Linked DNA regions of Capra hircus: region 1 is linked to region 2. A link is a contact called in public Hi-C data. All regions are on one chromosome and are shown on one strand. Each heading gives the region's core, a stretch centred on a gene start, on an enhancer-like site or on the middle of the called end of the contact. The rest is flanking DNA. Distances are from core to core; before and after follow the strand shown.

What was found. Hi-C and Micro-C count contacts between places; a contact is called where the count stands out from the background.
Region 1: a contact with region 2 is called in a Hi-C map of blood, with 9 times the contacts expected there. The contact joins two enhancer-like sites. A contact is called at or near these places in 4 of 5 Hi-C or Micro-C datasets (blood and liver).

The regions. Positions count from the first base shown.
Region 1 is chr18:50,948,021-50,950,720 of ARS1.2, forward strand. EGLN2 (egl nine homolog 2) reads left to right here. Exons shown (of 6, transcript XM_018062448.1): 3 at 92-211; 4 at 657-793; 5 at 989-1,056; 6 at 1,353-1,986. The coding sequence ends at 1,408. Among named protein-coding and RNA genes, the nearest start is that of EGLN2, 8.6 kb to the left of the region's middle. Within about 2 kb of position 1,436, at least 4 of the 5 cell types and tissues checked have an H3K27ac peak or open chromatin away from gene starts, as enhancers often do.
Region 2 is chr18:50,845,063-50,847,762 of ARS1.2, forward strand. NUMBL (numb-like protein) reads right to left here. Exons shown (of 10, transcript XM_018062436.1): 8 at 2,236-2,538; 9 at 55-177. Among named protein-coding and RNA genes, the nearest start is that of NUMBL, 20 kb to the right of the region's middle. Within about 2 kb of position 1,254, at least 4 of the 5 cell types and tissues checked have an H3K27ac peak or open chromatin away from gene starts, as enhancers often do.

The sequences.
Region 1 (2,700 bases), core at 186-2,685, 100 kb after region 2:
TGAAAGGTGAGAAAGAGGAGGTAATGGCTGGCTTGCTCAAAAGTCCCTGCCTGCTCGCCTCAGTAAACCCTGTCTCCATCATCTCTGCCAGGCCATGGTGGCATGTTACCCAGGAAACGGGCTGGGGTACGTGAGACACGTGGACAATCCCCATGGCGACGGGCGCTGCATCACCTGTATCTATTACCTGAATCAGAACTGGGACGTCAAGGTAGGATGGTGGGCTGGGGCGGCGTTCACCCAGAGGCTTTTCCTCTCCCCGCTCAGCTGCTCGTATGGTCCCGGTCCTCTTCTCAACCCACTGGGGGGCGTTGTAATCTTTTAGGGGCCCTTCCTGGAAATGGCACCTCCTTCCAGCTGCCTGTGTGGTGGTGGCTCCTGGTGTTGGGTAATGGTGCAGTCTGCCCAGCCCCCAGCCTAAGGAGCACTTCCCCCGCCCCATTTCCTGTCGTCTTTAGTAGCTTCCTGCCCGTTTCCATGGTGATGCAGACCCTGGGTTGTCATTCATTTTCAGAGTCTGAGTGGTGGGAGGGAGTGATACGTGCAGTTACTATGCCCCCTGGCGGGCCCTTGGGGGCTGTGTGGCTGTGCAAGGGGAGGCGGGGCTCCAGGCAGTGCTGGCCAGCCTCCTGCCTCATCCTCTGGGCCGCCCTCAGGTGCATGGCGGCCTGCTGCAGATATTCCCTGAGGGCCGGCCCGTGGTAGCCAACATTGAGCCTCTCTTCGACCGGCTGCTCATTTTCTGGTCTGATCGGCGGAACCCCCATGAGGTGAAACCAGCCTATGCCACCAGGTAGGATCCATATTTCTGGGGATGTGCCCAGCTACTCTGCCTGCGCTAGCAGTCTTGTCAGACCCCTGGAGCGACTAGGAAGTGAGGGGATGCCAAGACGGAGGGCGGGGCTGGGGGGGGGCGGCTGACGGTGGAGATAGTGGGTGGGATCAAGTGTGATCTCTAATGGCCCTCTGGGGCTGCTTTGGTCCCCAGGTACGCCATCACTGTCTGGTATTTTGATGCCAAGGAGCGAGCAGCAGCCAAAGACAAGTATCAGCTAGGTACCTGCTTCCCAAATGGTGACTCCGCCTCTTAAGTCCTTCCTGTTCCATGTACTTCTTTAGGCCTCAAGCTGTCTCATCAATCTCTGATGAATCTCATCATCTCTTGATGAATCTGAAGTCACTGAACCTTGCAGCTCGTTTTTCCCCATCTTTGCCTGCTTTCCCTAGACAGTTGACTCACCTGGTGTCCCCAGCATGAGCCCCTCTCTTCTGATACTCTCCCAATCTTCCCAGTTTCCCTTGGCCTCTGTTCCTTCCCGATGACTCAATCCCCTGTCCCTCTTCCTCCCCAGCATCAGGACAGAAAGGTGTCCAAGTGCCCGTGTCACAGCCGACTACGCCCACCTAGTGGCCAGTCCCAGAGCTGCATGGACAGACAGCTTGCCCTGGCTTCAGGAGAGCCCTGGGCCCTGGTGCTGCCCGTCTCGGTGCCTGCTCCTTCCCCGCCACCACCACTGCTTCTGACTTTGCCTCCATCCTGCCTGGTGTGGAGGGCTCCGTCCATTGCTGAGGACCAAGGAGGAGGAGAGACCTCTACTGCCCTGGGATGGGGACGGGGGTTGTGACCTGGACAGGAGCCAGTGTTGGGGCCTTCCGTTACTGGAGCTGGGGGCCTGTGTCCTGCCCTGTCTGGTCATGCCCCTCTCAGGTTTGGAGAGCTGGAAGGAGGCATCGCCACCTCCTGCCAGGACGCAGGATCTGGGGTTGGGGTGAGTCATGGCCTCTTGCTGGGAAAGGTTTGTGGGGGAATATCCCCAAGCCCCCCACACCTCCAGCCTGGAATGTGAAGTGACTCCCTAACCCCTGTCAACCATGGCACCTTTTGGACTAGGCTGCCACTGCTTGGGCAGGATAAAGGTGCTGGGAGGAGCATGGGTGTGCAAGTCCTATCAGCCAAGAAATAAAAGTTTACCTCAGAGCTGCATACAGCTGACTCTCTTGCTACCTCTTTTTGAAAAGAGTCCTCCATCTGCAGTTCAGGCCTTTATTGACCGAAGAGGGTAAGGAGTTCTGAGAGCCAGTGAGCTGAGCTGAATCTGCCTTCAGCGGGCCACGAGGCGGAGCTGGAAGGCTGGGGGCACGTTGCCCGGGCCAGTGCACTGCCGGGTGAGGTCTGTGTCGGAGTGGCTCCCCACAGGGAGCAGGAAGAACCGCAGTAGAATGGAGGTGAGGAAGATCTCGGTTGGGGCCAGGCCTGCACCCAGGCACATCTGCTTTCCTGGGGACACGGGTATGGAGTGAGAAACCCATGCATGCCAGGGCATGTCCTGACCGGTCCCCTCCCTGCCCAGCCCAGACCTAGGACAAAGGGCATGAAGGCGTTGTTGCTCTGGAACTCGCCCTGGTCGTTAGGAAGTTGGTGGGGTTTAAGCATTCTGGGTTCTTGAATTGGGTGGGGACCCAGTGTGTAGACAAGCAGAGGAATCACAAAGGTGCCCTGGGGTGATGTGCCAAGGTTACTCAAAAAAGACCCCAGTTAGAAGCCAACGCAAGGAATCATTTGTGCATCAGCAGTGAACGCTCAGACCCGCTGATAGGCCCTCCCCGTTCCTGTGCAGGATCCCCAGACTCAATGGGCACCTTGGGCAGGAAGTAGTGTTGCAGGTGAGAGCACGCGGGAGCCCGAAGGGCACCATGCTG
Region 2 (2,700 bases), core at 4-2,503:
GGGAGGCGGGAGCAGCACTGCAGGGCTCTGGCTCAGGGGAAGGGCGGCATCTACCTGTAGGGGCCGGCGGGGGCCCTGATGCCGGGGCTCCAGCACTGGCGAACGACGAGCTGATCTGCGTGCAGAGGGCACTGATGCTGTCGCTGTCACTGGCCCCAGGCGGCTCCATCTCAGGCACTGGGAGGTCAGGAAAGGACGGAGGTCAGTGAGCAGGCCCTGCCCTTGGCCCCAGCCCTGCGGGTGGCCCTCACAAGGTGTGTGTGTCAGCGCACTCACTCTGCAGTAGCCAAGCGGCCATGGCCACAAAAATGACTGTGCACGTGTGTGTGTCACACCTGACTGGTACGAGAGTCAAGCAGTGTGTGACAGCAGAGTGATTCAGTTATACATACATCCATGTATATATGTGTGTGTGAATTCTTTTTCATATTCTTTTCCATTATGGTTTATTACTGGATATTGAATATATTAATAGTTCCCTGTGCTATACAGCAGGGCCTTGGTTATCTGTTTTATATATAACAGTTTGTATTGATTATGTGTTTTCTAAGTGTGTATAATGGTCACACCTGGTTCTGCAACTTCTGTGTGTGCGTGTGTGACTTTCGGTTGCATCTCTCTCTAAGTGTGTGACTTCCGAGCATGATACCCGCAGCAGAGTGGGACATCTATGTGAGTCTATGAAATTTCTGGGTAGCAAGTCACATCCAAGCAAGTGTGCAATTGGCTACAGGCACTCGAGGCCTCCACATGAAGTCTGGGGTGTCTGCCCCCTCAGAGAGCAGATGTGAGAGCCCTGGGGGTGTGCTTACTGGCAGGCTGCTTAATGAAGACAGCAAATGCGAGGGTGTGTGCAGGACACGGGAGTGAGCTGCAGGATATGGAGTGAGCGTGCGTCATTCCCAACAAGCGTTGGCACCTGCTCTGCAGTCACCTTTTGGACTAGCCCAGCCTCTTGGATACAGATCAACACCTCCCACACCAATCCCAGGGGCCATAAGGGGGAGGTGTCACAGATCTGGCATATGGTAACAGGAGAGCGAGCCAGACCGCATGACTTCACTGACAGCTGGGAGGAAAGGCAACCCTCCAGCCTGTCTCCCTCGGGCAAAACACAGTTCCATGCCACCTCTCTTCTCTCTTCCCCATGGCAGACGTTGTTTTTAAATCATGACATATGCAGTCTCTCTCCTTTTCTTGGTCCATGGCAGACATTAGTAATCAAACACGATGCTTTTCTCCCGTTAAACTGTTTGCTCACTTTACCCCTCACCTGGCAAGACCTCAAGGCTCTACTGGCCAAATGCTGTAAGAAAGGACTGGTAATTCCATCTTTCCTCCAACAAAAAAGGACATTTGTATTGCCTCTCTCCTATCACCAGGGTGGCAGACATTGCTAATCAATGATGACACACTACCTTTTGCCTTGTCACTCTCCCAGGAAGGCATGTCTAATCAGTAACAATGGGTCCTGCCTCCCACAGTCCTTTATCCACAAGCAACATGACGAATCTGTCACTGTGCTCCCTGATTCCATGATCCCCAGGCTACTTGTGCCCTTCGTCTCCTGCTTCCATAAGCCAAATCCTGGGATTCATCTCTTGAGCAAAATGTAACGATCCTGCTCTCTCTTCTTGCTTGCCCAAAACAAATTTTGGTAATTAATCATGTGGTGTGCCACCTTACTCTCTTTTCTTGTTCATGCCAGACACTGTAAGGAGACCGTGATGTCTGCCATCACTCTGTTCTCCCTGCCCTAAACAGACATTCCTCTGAACCTGTATCCTTCACCTGCATCTCATGGCTGTACTGGTCAAAAGCTTGGAAGGACACATTAGCCTATGGTGCTTCAGTCTCCTGAGCAACAGCATGCCATCCGGGCCCAGCTGCTCTCCTCTCCCCTGCCCACGGAAGTTTTCGTCAATCATTATGTATGCCACCTCTGTCCTGTCCCTAACTACAGCAGACAGTACTAACTGATCATGACTTGAGCTACCTTTGTGCTATCCCTTACCCGTAGCAGACATTGCTAATGGATCACAGCTTACACTTCCTCTCTCCTTGCCCAGACTGATGGCAGACATTGCTAATTGATCATGATGCGTTCCACCTTTCCTTTGCCAGTGGCACACTGTGCTAATCAATCGTGATGTGTATCACCTCTTCCCTATCTGTTGCTCAGAACAGTCAGGGGCATTGATCCCAATGTTCCTTCTTGCTGAGTCCTGGGCTCACCTGTGCCCTTCACCTGGAAGTCAGTGCGGCGCTGCAGCGTGGATGGCAGCTCATTCAGCCGTAGGCTCAGCTGCCGTTTGAAGGGCGAGTTCTTCTGGCTGAGTGCTGGGAACCCACGGAAGGAACCTTGACGAACCAGCTGCTCCAAGGGGGCATGGCGCCGGGGGATGGCAGCCGCAGTGGTGCCTGCAGGCACTGGGGTGCCTGCCTCACCCTTCTCACCAGGGGATGTGGTGGCTGGTGTTGGGGACACATGCCCAGGCTGGGCAGGGCCAGGAGCCGCAGTTGGGGCAGCTGCTGCTTCTGCTAGAGACATGGGGGAGAGAGATGGTTAGATACCTCCCCTTGGCATGGGGCCTCTCCTCAGTCCCCTTGATTGTTTTCCAATGCTGCCTTTCTTACCCCATGTGCCCTGGCCTTAAGACAAACTGGTCAGAGCCCTAAAATGTCCCTCATCCCCACTCA